Regions from separate parts of the Mus musculus genome. Here all the other regions are linked to region 1. A link is a contact called in public Hi-C and promoter capture Hi-C data. All regions are on one chromosome and are shown on one strand. The core of a region is the stretch at or near the end of the contact, and the rest is flanking DNA. Distances in the headings are between cores, read along the strand shown.

The links. Promoter capture Hi-C pulls out the DNA fragments that hold promoters and counts their contacts. A called contact is a pair of places that touch in the nucleus more often than the background predicts.
Region 2: a contact with region 1 is called in a promoter capture Hi-C map of liver, with 5 times the contacts expected there. The contact joins the promoter of Nr1d1 here to the promoter of Atp6v0a1 in region 1. A contact is called at or near these places in 2 of 39 promoter capture datasets (liver and pre-B cells) and 1 of 115 datasets of contacts at active chromatin or transcription factors (astrocytes).
Region 3: a contact with region 1 is called in a promoter capture Hi-C map of pre-B cells, with 3 times the contacts expected there. The contact joins the promoter of Casc3 here to the promoter of Atp6v0a1 in region 1. A contact is called at or near these places in 3 of 39 promoter capture datasets (hippocampal neurons, pre-B cells and second pharyngeal arch cranial neural crest) and 1 of 484 Hi-C or Micro-C datasets (B cells).
Region 4: a contact with region 1 is called in a promoter capture Hi-C map of hippocampal neurons, with 7 times the contacts expected there. The contact joins the promoter of Wipf2 here to the promoter of Atp6v0a1 in region 1.
Region 5: a contact with region 1 is called in a Hi-C map of B cells, with 6 read pairs. The contact joins the promoter of Rara here to the promoter of Atp6v0a1 in region 1. A contact is called at or near these places in 1 of 39 promoter capture datasets (pre-B cells) and 1 of 484 Hi-C or Micro-C datasets (B cells).

The regions. Positions count from the first base shown.
Region 1 is chr11:101,008,128-101,010,757 of GRCm38.p6, forward strand. It overlaps Atp6v0a1 (ATPase, H+ transporting, lysosomal V0 subunit A1), which reads left to right and starts at 1,314. Exons shown (of 22, transcript NM_016920.4): 1 at 1,314-1,437.
Region 2 is chr11:98,774,038-98,776,667 of GRCm38.p6, forward strand. Nr1d1 (nuclear receptor subfamily 1, group D, member 1) reads right to left here and starts at 1,340. Exons shown (of 8, transcript NM_145434.4): 1 at 681-1,340. The coding sequence starts at 711. It overlaps Gm31862 (a long non-coding RNA gene), which reads left to right and starts at 1,374. Exons shown (of 4, transcript XR_880204.3): 1 at 1,374-1,777; 2 at 2,602-2,630.
Region 3 is chr11:98,808,517-98,811,146 of GRCm38.p6, forward strand. Casc3 (cancer susceptibility candidate 3) reads left to right here and starts at 1,292. Exons shown (of 14, transcript NM_138660.2): 1 at 1,292-1,575; 2 at 1,943-1,970; 3 at 2,382-2,419. The coding sequence starts at 1,348. It overlaps Gm12359 (predicted gene 12359), which reads right to left and starts at 1,573. Exons shown (of 3, transcript NR_033551.1): 1 at 1,160-1,573.
Region 4 is chr11:98,862,260-98,864,889 of GRCm38.p6, forward strand. It overlaps Wipf2 (WAS/WASL interacting protein family, member 2), which reads left to right and starts at 1,339. Exons shown (of 8, transcript NM_197940.2): 1 at 1,339-1,643.
Region 5 is chr11:98,936,366-98,938,995 of GRCm38.p6, forward strand. Rara (retinoic acid receptor, alpha) reads left to right here and starts at 1,331. Exons shown (of 9, transcript NM_009024.2): 1 at 1,331-1,514. It overlaps Gm46294, which reads right to left. Exons shown (of 3, transcript XR_003949771.1): 2 at 1,559-1,837; 3 at 898-1,176.

The sequences.
Region 1 (2,630 bases), core at 64-2,563:
ATTATTATTATTGGACCTCTAAGAGGATGTACTTTCAGGGAAACCACGGCGTGGGGTGTAGAAACAACTCAAGTGAACTATAGTCCGGGATAGGCTTTCTTACAGGTAGTGTATGAAACACTTGTTTGCGGTTAGGAAGCAGCTGACTCTGAGGTTAGCTTTTTTTTTCTAAGTCTACGAGGAAGGAAGTGACAGTCATTGTGAAATACTTGGCAGGATTTCAATTGTGGGTCCCTGCCTGTAGAAGGAGCTTCAGAATGTGAAAACCGTAAAGCCTAGGTCTCAGAAATGCTGCTTCTCGAGAGAATTGTAATGAAGCAATACCTTCAATTACCATGTGCAGTAGAAAAATTCAAATAAAATGTTCACTGTGTCCATCATTTTGTTCGGGCTCACAAAACACGTTTTGTAATACTTCTGCCAAGCAGATAAAAATTATCAGTACAAGTTGCTTTTTTTTTTTTTTTTAAATCCGAAATACCTCCTTCACTACACTTGAATCTCAATGAGTTCCGCCACCCACAGAGACTGACTGACCAGTTCTCCAAGTTCCTCCTGATGTTTCTGCTGACTCCCTACTCTTCTTTAATTGGGGGGAAAGGACTCTATCAATATTTAGAAAAGGAGCTTTAAAAAAAAAAGGTAGGTATTATTTTGCATTCAAAAGATATATGAGGAACTGAAAACTCCTACGTGGTCAGATGGGTTCACAGAAACCTAGTAAGCAAGATAAAAATAATTACTTTGTCAACATGTGGTCTTCCGGGGATTTTTTTTTTTTTTCCAATTTGGATAAGTGTAAATCCTAGGTAGCTGCTGGAAGAATGAATCCGATACTTTGTAAGTGGACGAGATCCTATGTCTCTAATATAGGACTTATCTTAAGTCGCTCTCCAGTCTGGGGCTCAAATATTTTCAGAGGTCTAAGAACGACATAGGATGCGTATACGTAAAGAAGACTAGCTTTGAGGCTCCCTTCAAGCTCTCAGATCATTCTATAATGTGCCCATTTCTTTCATGCTGCTTTCTCCAAGAAAAAGTTGTGAATTGGTTCTCTGGAAAGTAGAGATGGCAGGTAACCTTGCTCCGAGGATAATAGAGAGAAAGGATTCTGATGGGCTCAAAAGGCAAACACTTCAAAAGTCACACGCCCAGCCCAGATGACTTCCAAACTGGGATAGAAATCACAACGCCGGAACAAAGATGGCGACTGCACACCAGGACTCGCCCGAGCCCCATAGACTCTGCACTGCGGCAGCAGGGGAGAGGCAGCATCCTATTGGTCAACTGAGATGAAATCATCTCGGGGGCGGGACTCGACGGTGGCGTGGGGGCGGAGCCTTGCTTGCGTACGCTGGTCGGCGACTCTGCTCAGCCTGAGCCGGGGTCGCTTTGCTGCGGCGGCTGCGGTCGCGGCGGCGGCGGAGCCGGCGAGAGGTGAGCTGGGGTTGTAGAAAGAGCGCTTCCCCGAGTGGCTTTCGAGGGGACGTGGAGCGCACTCGGATACCTCGGATGCTTGTCAGAAGAATTAGCCAGGATCTTAGGTCTCTGAGAAAAATATGGGGGGCTCATCTCCCTCTTCGGACACCCTTCCTGTGGGCAGAGGAACTGGAGGGCCACTGCTCAGGAATGACCCGGGAGAGGAGGAGGCGAAAGGACAGAAGAGATCGGATAGGCAGAGTGATCTGGGGGGATTTCTTAAAGGGTCTTACAATTTGGGGATTTCTTCCCTAACCAGGAGACAGGTTATGCCTGGTCCAGAAAATTTCTGCGCTCTCACTGTGCAGCTTAGAAACGAAGAGGTGAACGACAAATGCTCCCTGCTAGAAAGGGAGGATTGGAGAATCCGAGCGAGAGTCCTCCTGGGAGGACCTTGGGTTTGGATCACCCTTTTGCAGAATTACTTTCTTCGTACTTCATTTCGCGACCCCTGGAAACCGCTTTTCCAAATTCGTATTGTGTTTGGTTTCAGTGGGGGTAGAGATAGTCTTGGAGAGGCCTGTAATCATGAAGGAACAGGAGGAGGGCGGTAACTCACTGGAGGCTGTCAGCCCTGTCAGCCCTGTCAGCTATGCCTGTCAGACATGATTTCATTTATTTTGAGGTTGTGGCATCTATCCTCGTTCAAGGTGGAAAGGACTGGTTATAGCTTATGTGGGTGATTCATATTCTTAAGTCAACCCACATAATCTCTTGAGAAATGCTTGCTTTTAGTCGAGTGTGTTATTTTGCTCTCCTTGAACACCTAATGCCGAAAGGATTTGTTTTTCGGGTTCCTCAAAATGTCTTCCTGCCTTCCCGAAGGGCAAATCTTCTCGGAAACATCAGTCTTATCTATCGATTAACATGGAATTTGCATGACGTTACGACATTAAAAGTGATGCAGTGCATGATGATCTGTTGAGGATAGATACTGCAGATGCTGCTGTACCGAAGCTGAGCGGGGAGCTTATCGCGAATAAATAATTGCATTTTCAGTACCACTGATAGCGCCAGCTGCTGACCTGAACGGAAGCCTTCAGGCTCCTAGGAGAGACTTGACAGATAGAAGAAGGCAGTTGTCTTTGAGGATGGGGATGAGTCGCAGGAAGCTGCAGAGGTGGAAGGCTTTTCCTCCGGCTTGTTAAAAG
Region 2 (2,630 bases), core at 90-2,589, 2.2 Mb before region 1:
AGGCGACAAGCGTTGCTCCGGCAACTTGAGGGGCGGAGCTCATTATGTAACGAGGCCGGGAGGCAATGACCAATGAGATGGCGGCCACGGCTTCTACTGAATGAAAACAAATGCAGCACGTGGGCCCGGCTCTGCAGCCATGTGAGCCCTCCCCAGGCTAAGTCGCTGTGGGTGCCCTGCCTGGAGATGAGTCCCAAGCACCCGACTCCTCAAATGAAGCTCCCCACTGCCGCTGAGGATTCCCCTGTGAACTCTGACCCAGTCACGCAAACCCACCAGCCCGGATCGCCCCACTTCCCAAGACTACCTGGAAGTAGGCTAGAACTGTAGAAAAGGGAAAAGAGACAGGCATACTATAGCTGCAAGGAGTGGGCAAATGGGGACGTGTCCAGAGACTGCTTCAAAATGCTGAGTCTCCCTAAACTCTTCCACTCGCCACTGGTATCCACCCTCCATTTCATCCGTTCTCGGACTGAGGGGAACTCAGGGGGTGCTAGTGATGCGTTTTAGGCACATTCCCAGCCGTAATAACCCTCTTTAGAAATCTTACCTAGTGGCTTTCATCTTAGCACAGTAACAAACACCAGCCAGAGGGAATCCCCAATCCCTTACAAAGTTCCTCTCATAAGCCTTGGATGGAAATGGAGACAGTGACAGAGCAAAGATAAGAATCTCAGTACCTGTGTTGTTATTGGAGTCCAGGGTCGTCATGTCTTCACCAGCTGAAAGCGGTCATTCAAACTGGACCTTGACACAAACTGGAGGTTGTGATGGCCTCTCTCGCCCCCTGGGCAATGGCTGAGGGAGACGAGTGAGCCCCGCAGTTCGCAATCAGGATTCCAGGCACTGAGCAGTAAGGTCTTGGGGTGGCTATACTGCAGCCCTCCAGAAGGGTAGGACGCTGAGGCACCTGAGATCTGATTTGCATGGGAAGAGCAGAGAGTGTGTGTGTGAAGAATCAGCCTGCAGCAGTTCTGGCTATAAGGTAGCAAGGAGAGTCGGGTCTCTGCAGTGCACCGGATGCCACTCCTGAAGGCTCCGCAGTGAAGCAGGGTAATGAATCTGGAGCTCCGGGTGCAAAAGTCCCAAAGGAAGAGAAGCTGCAACCAGGAAGTAAGTAGGTGATGGAGAAATGAGGCACCAGGACGCAAAGAGAGACGTGTGCCCTGCTACGTTTCCTCAGCAGTAATATTTCACTCTGCCAATCTCAACCGCCTTTTGCCCGAGCCTTTCCCTGGGACAGAGGGCTCTGCGCAGGCGCCAGCAGCCCAGGGTTCCCGGGCCGCACGCGGCACTGGAGCAGGTACCATGTGATTCCAGGGAGCGCCTCGTGCCCCAGTGACACACTTTTCCAGCAGCCGGCACGTTGAGATCTGTGCGCCTGCGCACCGCCAGGATTGTTGGGATTTGTAGTCTACTGACAATGTAGGTGGAGTGTGCCTATTCCTTTTCTGCTTTGCAAAAGTGCTTGCTGGCAGCGGGGAGGAGCTGAAAGTGGACTGGGGTGGGGTTTTCTGAAGAGTCAGGGTGGCGTGTTTGGAAAGCCTTGTATGGCAAGGGCATGTGAATTCCTGGGGAGGGCCTGGCAAGCTTTACTGCTCCGTGGAAGATCAAAGCTAAAAGGCCCTTTCTGCAAACCTAGCAAACGTGAGAGCTTCACGTGATTGGAGAACTGACCTCACCCTGAGGTTAGTGGTGACTAGGGGGAGAAAGACAAGCTGGGAGGAGAGATTTCCCTTAAATCAAGAACTTAAGCATCTTTTGCTATGGTGACAAGGTGGGCGACAAGCAGTGTAAATAAAACCCCTTTCTCTTCTTCACCCTAACCCCAGCCCCCACGGGTAGGACTGGCATAGCACGGGGATATCCCTAGGGACTCCCTGTTTGCTTATATGACACCACACTGCCCACTCAAGTGACTTTGGGGTGAGTCATTTCCCTTTGTCTGGGAAATAAAAAGGAGAACAAAGGGAAAGTGCTCTGAGGTCCTCATAGAGAGAGGGGGGTCTGCTCTCTGCAGGGCTTCATGATAGCAGAAGAAGCCCACAGTTTAGGGAGAACATGAGGATCATTTAACTCCCACCCCTCAACTCCCCGAATTGGCAGGGTGTAGTGGCTCGTGCCTGCAATCACCGTCCTTGAGAGGCTGAGGTAGGAGGACTGTCGTGAATTTGAAGCTGACTTGAGCTGCAAAGCAAGCTCCTACTAAGCGAGGAGGGAGTGAGGATCTTCCCTCCTCTTACTGAAGAAGAAAAGGGACCGCCATCTCAGGGACTGGCTCAAGGTCAGGCATTCACTGCTTATTTCTTGTGACCGTCCCGTCCCTGAGATGGCGGATAAATGAGCACATGAAGCACTTAGCATCTCTCTCAGAGCAGCAGTCATCTCAGGAGTGAGAAACACAGAGGCCTGGGGGAAGGGGTCTGTTCTCTGGGGCTTGGGTTGTAAAGAGAGATGGACACGTATCTTCAAGCAGTCGAGTAAGCCCCAGCCACCCTGCTCCTATCTCCAAGTCCTCTGTAATCTCTACACTTGGGGATGGAGGGGGGGTGCTTTTTTTTTTTTTTTTTTAACCTTAAGTCTTTCTCTACTTGCACTTAGGAAGCTCCAGAGAGTTCTGGGAATCCTGG
Region 3 (2,630 bases), core at 42-2,541, 2.2 Mb before region 1:
CATCTGGGGAGGCTGAAGCTGGTGGGTCCCGAGTGATGAAAAGGCTAGCTTGAGGTCATAGATTTTCTTAAAAAAAAAAAAAAAAAAGAAAAAAGAAAAAAAACATCCCAAGCTGGATTCCGACCAAACAACTAAAGGACAAAGTGGCATGCTATCCTTGTCCTTATTTAGACACTCAACTTGGCAGTCTTGCTGCACCATTTTAGATTGTGATGGATAAGATTCTTATGCCTTTCACACTTATTAAATCATGCATCCTCCATTTTGAGTTCAGGCAGTTGTTTCTGGAGCTGAACTCCATGATACATTTGGCCACCTGTCACCAGTTGAATCAGTCCCTGCAGACAGTCATGATTCCTTGGAGTCTCATACTGTTTATAGATCTGGTAAGCAGTGGGGACCTTTAGCTATTTATGAAAACAGCTCAGAGTCCTCTTAACTCATCTATTTGATGTATATTAACAATATGCAGTAATAAATTAGCTTACAAACTATATGTTGCTGCAAGGTAGTTGTGCTGAGTTTTCTTTCACTGCTGATAAATGCATACCCAAAGCATTCTCTGTAGAGTAACAATGCACCAGGATTTGAAACTAATACCTCGAGACATTGAAGGGGCAGAGAGGGTCCAAAACTAGCCTCTTAACTAGTCAAGGGTGATCCAGCTCTGATGTTTTAAAAGCATAGTAAGACTAGTGTCCTTCCAACCTTCAGTTCTCAAAATGAGATAACTAGGTTAGGAAGACACATGGAGAAAGGAGATTTTGAATACACCCAGGAAACACCGCAATACTAAGTTCTGTCCCCACTGCAGTTTCTCCTTTCCCCTAAATTTAGACTGAGGTGAAGAGCTGGCAACTGACGCAGGACTAAAGGCTTTTTCACCTGGACTCGTGATTTTTAACCATGCGAAGGAATACAGTAAAATGTTCTGTATAGAATTCAGGGGAAAGCGAGCAATGGAAAACGAAAATCATGCAATTGCTCCAACGTCGCACTGGAGCTAGAAGAGCTCGAAACCCTCCCCAAGGAAAGTCCAAGATGGCCGAGCTAAGAACCCGAAGAGGATGCAATAGCCCCGCTCCCAGGCGCCCTCCGCCCGCCGGGGCTAGGGGTGTGGGGGTGTGGGGAAATAAAGCGCTAGGCCACGCCTCCTTACATCACCGACAGACGTCATCTCGCTCTCCAGAAAACGTGCCGCAGGGTGCAGGCCCCGCCCCGCGGAAAGAAGGGCGGCCCTCCCTGGACGTGAAGCACGCTGGGACTCCGGAGTCTCGAGCTTCCCGGCAGCCTCCGCGGCGGGCGTGGTGCGTAAGGAGCTGACCAGCGGTGGCCGTTCTCCGTAAGATGGCGGACCGGCGGCGGCAGCGCGCTTCCCAGGACACGGAGGACGAGGAATCCGGGGCTTCGGGTTCCGACAGCGGCTCTCCGGCGCGGGGCGGCGGCAGCTGCAGCGGGAGCGTCGGAGGCGGCGGCAGTGGCTCGCTGCCTTCTCAGCGCGGCGGCCGCGGCGGGGGCCTTCACCTGCGGCGGGTGGAGAGCGGGGGCGCCAAGAGCGCCGAGGAGTCTGAGTGTGTGAGTGAGCGGCGGGCGGTCCAGGGCGGCGACCCGGCAGGGGGCGGGCTGGAGATGCTGTGAGATGCCGGGCCTCCTCTTAGAGGGAAAGAAAGGTTGTCCCGCTGCGAATCTGCATCCACCCAGAGCCCCGGGGAAGGAGGACTGGGTGGTTTCTGAGCTCAGGGCGTGCAATGTTTACACGGAAACTGGGGCTGGGATGTAGAGAACCGCCATTCTCGATGTGACTTCTGAAGATTTATCTTGCCCCATATTCCTACCCAACCATCTGTGTTGATTCTTCAGTCGTCCCTCACGGTTATCTGCGGGTGGGCTCCCCGCGTCTGGAAATCACCAACTCTAACCTGTGTGATCTTCTTCCTCCCAGGAGAGTGAAGATGGCATGGAAGGAGATGGTGAGTAATTTTACTTTATCTTGAATTCTTGTGGATGTAAATTAAGGCCATGTATATCTTACACTGGGTCTTTCTCGGTTTGTTAGGGGTTTTTGGAGAGCGTTCCCCGGGAGTGGCGTTTGTGTCATGGTGATGATGAGCATGCTTGTTTGGTTTGGTTCCTTTTTGGAAGGTGACAGATTGAGTGCACTGTGGTGACTTAGAATAACACCTGACAACAGCATAGTTTTTCGTCAGTGTGGTCCCAAAGTTCTCCATCTGTCAACAGAAACTATAATTTTATCTGCCCCAGAAAGTTGCTGCGTCCACAAATTAAGTGAGGATGTTTGCCTGGCCCAAAACGAACTGTCAGAAATGTAGTAACAAACGTTTATGTTATTACATATCACATAATTTGTCTTTTCCTTTCAGCTGTTCTTTCCGATTATGAAAGTGCAGAAGATTCAGAAGTGAGTGTGATAGATTCTTTTTCCTTATGGCGTAAGTCAGAAAATGTCTCTTTAAAAAAACCTCTAGCTGTGTGGTACAAAAATTCCCTGACTTGCTTCTCTTATACATTCTTCTCGTGTGCTTTTAAAAGTCTGTTAGAAGTCTGGTGATGGTGGCACATGTCTTTAATTCCAGCCTTGCCCGGTTAATGACTGCAACTTGAAGCCACAC
Region 4 (2,630 bases), core at 89-2,588, 2.1 Mb before region 1:
CCACTGAGCCATCTCTCCAGCCCCCTTCTTCTTCTTGTTTTGTTTGTTTTGGTGTTCTGAGGCAGAATTTCTCTGTGCAGTCCTGGCTGTCCTGGAACTTGCTCTGTAGACCAGGGTGGCCCCCAGCTAAGAGATCTGCCTGCCTCTGCCTCCTCTGAGCTACAGAGCCCAGCAAAATTCTACTCATCTTGCAGGGGCTAGTTCAAACCATTTACAAATCTCTTCTCATTCTTCAGCAGGAATTCATCACTCCTGTGACATCCCGGCACATGTCACAACTCTAATCGCACACTGACTTGGACGTCAGCTGTCTGTTTACATGCCAGCCCGCATGAGCACCATACACCAGCATGGTGAGCTCCCGGAGGGCAGAAGCTGTCTGCTTGAGTCACATCTGGAACCATCCCCAGGTACAGAGCTCAATGAATGGCCCAAAGCAAATGTTCAATGTGACATTTAGCACTAGTGGGTGGGGCAGAACAGAGGGAAAACAAAAATAATAACAGGCTATGGCTTATCACATGCTTTCCCATTCATTCATTACCTGATGAGCCTTCAAGCACTGTGAGAAAGGACAAACACTATGAGGTAGCTGAGACCCACGAACACACAGTTAGTGAGTGGGGATTAAGTGCTAGCTGATATTGGCCTTTTACTTGAGGTTCAGCCCTGGTCACTGGGTTGACTGGATGGAGAAGCAGTGAGACATAGGGTAGCAATGGGGTTGCTTGGTGTGGTGGCGAGCTTTGTGTATGAAGATGAGATCCTTAGTCATCGGCAACAGAGTTAAGCAATGGAAACCAGCAAGCGACAAGGACTCCCCTCTCTCATCCAAGCACCTATAGAGGAGTTCACAACACCATGCCTCAGCCTACCGAGCTGGGGATCACTAGTTAAGTGGTTACAACGACCTAACCAATGACCTGCTAGAAGAAGCTCGCCTCTCTGTTGCTATGACAACCAGAGCTTGTCTGTTGGGCCTCTTCAAGGGTACTCTAGACCATATTAGGGCTTATGGTGTGTGTGTGTGCGCGCAAAAAAATAAACACGAAAGAAAACATACTTGAGATACATCAGTTAGCTCACTGGTTCTCTACCTGCGCAATTTTAAAGGTCGAGACGCTCAGGCCGCATCCAACCAATTAAATAAGCATCTCATGGACCGAATCCTGGCATCACTCGTTACTGAAAGCCTCGCAGGCGGCCCCAGTTGCAGTCCCAAGATGCAAACGGGACTTCCAACTGCGGACTCGCGACCTTCTCAAGATGGTGGCGCTCCGCCCCCACGTGCGCCGGTAGAGGGCAGGCTTCCCTGAGCGCATGCGTCCCGCGGCCCTCGGCCCTCGGCTCCCTCCTCCTTTTCCCCCGCCTCCATTTTGTTCGCGGACGCTGGGGACGGTGGGAGCGGATCCATTTCCGGGTTGGTAAAAGGGGCGGCGGCGAGAGAGAGAGAGAGAGAGAGAGAGAGAGAGAGAGAGAGAGAGAGAGAGAGAGAGAGAGAGAGAGAGCGAGAGAGAGCGAGAGAGCTTGCCGCGGGGCGAACGAGCAGGACTAAACCAGGACTGAGGTGACGGAGGATTCGCTCCCGGAGCAGCCCCCCGCCGAGTGGGAAAGACGCCGGGGCGGCTGAGCCCGCCGCTGAGGTGACCTGCGGACCTGAGTGGGAGGGAGAGCCGGGAAGGGGGGACTGTGGTGGGGGGGGGGAGGGACACCGGAGGAGGGGCCTGATGCGGAGAGGGGGTCCTGGGGGCGGGGCCTGGAGACCCTGGAGAGGGGGCGTGGGCCATCCGAGTGGAGGGCGGCGGGGACCGACTGAGCAAATGGGCAGGAGGGAGGTTTTTTGAGAGACAGGAAATTAGAGATCCTGAAGGGTTGGGTGAGGTGAGTAAGACTGGCAACTCTGGGTGAGGTAGGAGGGGAGCCGTGCGCGGAGGGGGAGATGGGGAAGGGAGGACCTGTTGGGGAAAGGTAATTATTGGCAGGATGCTCTCGAGTTTAGGAGGATCGGTGTGACGTTTCGGGATTGATCGGGGTGAGGAGGAGGATTGAGAGCGAACGTGTTTACACTGGGGGAGATGTTGAGAGTGTGGGATGAGAGGGAGTCGGAGTGATGTTCTGAGATGCTCTTGGAAGCACCTGCAGTTGAAGGATCCCTGTTGGAGCGGCGTGAAATTGAGGGAAGATGAAAATCTGAAGGCGCTCGCTAGACGTAGGCTGTGTGTGCGGTCGAGTTACTGATTAGGAAGGCATATTCTGGAAGGATAATATTGAAACGAGGAGCTGGAGGAAGCTGGTGTGCACTGGAATCTACCTCTGTCCCCGCTTCTGCTGGCCTTTAAATCCTGATCCACCTGCTACATCTGATCCCTGAAATTCTTCTTTCTTTTTCTCTTTCTCTTTCTTTTCTTTTCTTTCTTTCTTTCTTTTTTTTTTTTGAGACACTTTGTCTGTGTAACCCTCACTGTCCTGGAACTCAGAGTCTGTAGACCAGATTGGCCCGGAACTCACAGTGATCCGCTGGCCTCTACCTCAGAGGGAGGCGTGGGCCACTATGACTGCCCAGCCCCGTAAACTATATTTGTTTGTTTGTTGTTTTGTTTCTTTCAAGACAGGGTTTCTCTCTGAAACAG
Region 5 (2,630 bases), core at 81-2,580, 2.1 Mb before region 1:
CTGCGCTAGCCCAGCGGGGCGGCAAGGGTCTGGGGAAGCGCTGCACCGCTTTGCGGAGTTTTCCCTTGCGTCCGACCTCTGGACAGAGTGTCCCACGGACCTGAGCTGTGCTACCTACCTTCCAAGGCCGCCAGAGCAAAGCCACAGAGAGACAAGCAGATATTCTAGTTCTAGGCCCGGTTCAGACACCCATGCAACCGTGGACAAAATCCCATATGGGCCTCGGACCTCCTGTTCTTAGTCTGAAAATCCGGACATCGGATTAGACTGAGCGTCCCCAGGGTGGAGGCCTGGGTGTGTGGCACTTCCCTTGCCAGTGGGATGTCCTGTGGGGGGCAGTTGCCACTTCTCTGCCCGGGAACTCGGGTGAGGTAGGCACTGCATAGTGGACTCACCCTCCTCCAGTGCAGTGTTAGAGGTGGAAACCTTAACCTCCGGCTGGCCCGGAGGGGGCTTGTGACAGTTGGGAATTGAGGTCTGGAGATGGAGTGTGGTTCAGATCCTGTCCTCCTGGAACATGTATGAACTGCCCTCGGCCCTCAAGTGGGTCTTCTAGAATGGAGAGCGACTCCAGGCCGTCCAAAGAGCTGGCTTGGGGTGACCATATTTCTAGCTACTCGAAGGGATTCAGTTGAGCTAGAAATTTCCTCTAACCTACTCAAGCCGGAGAGGTGTTTGGGAAAGAAGGATGTTCTATGGAGAAGACGGTCTTCCCTTTGTACTTCGGCTTTACAGATGAGAAATACTAAGGTCCAGAGGAGCCAAGTGTTTTGCTCAAGGTCAGATAGCTTTCAGTTTCAGCTGGCCCCGGAGGATTGTGATTAGGAGAGACAGAGACTTGACAGCTGGGGCAGGAGTCAGTGCGTTCTCCATATTACACCACCTCCTTTCTTCCCAGGTTTGGTAGGTGTGTGTGATGTGTGTGTGTCTCTGTGAGTGTGGGCGTGTAGCGGGGTGGGGGGTGGGGAAAGGGAGTGTGTGTAGGATCCCGCACCCTGAGGTTCGTTCACCGCCGAGTCGTAATTTATTCTTTTCTCTGAACTTCACACCGCCCCCCCCCCCACACACACACACCCCGAATCTCTTTCTGGCGTGTTGAGGGAGGGATTCTCCCAGATTCCCACGGTCCGGCCACTAGCTGGAAGCGTCTCCTTTAAGACTCGCCCTTCCCTGGGTCTATTAAGGAGAGAGGGGCGGGTGTGAGCATGAGGACCCGCCCCCGGTTAGTGATTGGCCCGTGGCATGCAGGGGCGGGCCTGCGGCAGGGGGGCCTCCCTCCCACCCCAGCTCCATACCCTCCGCCCCCCCCAGTCTAGGGCTCCGGGTAAAGTTTCAGCCTCTGCACGTGACTCGCCATGGCCGCTGCCGTCGCCCCGCGCCCCTGAGCTGCGGCCCCCCGGACGGCTCCTCTCGGAGGACCCCACACCCCTGACGCCGGGCAGCGCCGCGGCGCCTGCTTGGGGCAGACCCTGTGCCCGCAGACACGCAGACGGGTTGCATCCCCTCGCTTCGAGGTAACCTCTCCCCTGGAACCCTGGGGAACCCTCGATTCTCTCACACTTCGGGGCCCGGTGGCCCACTCTGGATGGGAACTGCGGGCGGGGACTGGGTGCCCGGCAGTTTCGACGGGGACCTGGGGTTTCCTGGACTTCCCAGCCTGCCGCTGGCGTGTCCGGGGTTGGGGAGCCCCGTCTGCGCCGCGTCTTCGCGCGCACAGCCTTGAGGCTTCTGCGGCCGCCTGCCGCGCGTGTCCTCGGCGCTCCAGTCGTGGCGGATCTACTGCTGGGAACTCTCTTTTCTCTTCAAACCCAAACCAAACAAAAAGACTTCTTGAAACCTGTTTGGGGAGAGATCAGATGCCCAACGGACTAGCCCCCTCCTACTCTTTCTCCTGTTACCTGAGCCGCCCTGTGGTTTGGGGAGAATCAGCCAGGGGCCCACCCCCACCAGAGGGAACTGGCTGGGGGGGCGGGGCCCGCTCAGCTGGTGTCTCGGTTGGAGTGTGGGGGAGCCGTCAGAATTGGGTGCGGGAGCCAGAGCAGTTGGGTGAGACGCGCCTGAGTTTTGTGTTACTTGGGGCTTGTGGAAGCCTTTTGGGGTGAGGGAAGGACAGAATAGACTGGCCGACCTTGCTTCGCTGAGGATGTCTGGGATTTAGTGCCACCCACGAGGCTTGGAAGCTGCTAGCCAGATGTGTGTATGTTGAGGGGTGGTTGGCAGATCAGTTTAACTGTGTCTCCTTTTCTCTCTGGGCACTGCCCTGCTGTCTTACTGTTCGTGGGAAAGGGGGACAGATTCCCCAGTGTGCAAGGCTGGGGGTGGGGGCTAGCTCATATGGAAATAATTTAAAAAGCAACAACAACAACAACAAACTGAGTCTTGGGAAGTTTCTTGCCCTGCCCCTCCACTATTCATCCCGTCTTGGATAGGATGCCCAGCATGCTGGCATGGAAGGGATGGTACCCCTTGCTCCTTACCTGATGCCAGCTCCCGATGTTGCAGCCAGATGGCTACCTTCTACCTGTGGACCGTGTGCACATGTATGTGTGGATGTTTTCCAACAGAATTGCTACCCTTTGCTCTCAGTTCTGCCCTTGATCACCCCATCAGCCCGGGGATGGGACTCAGAT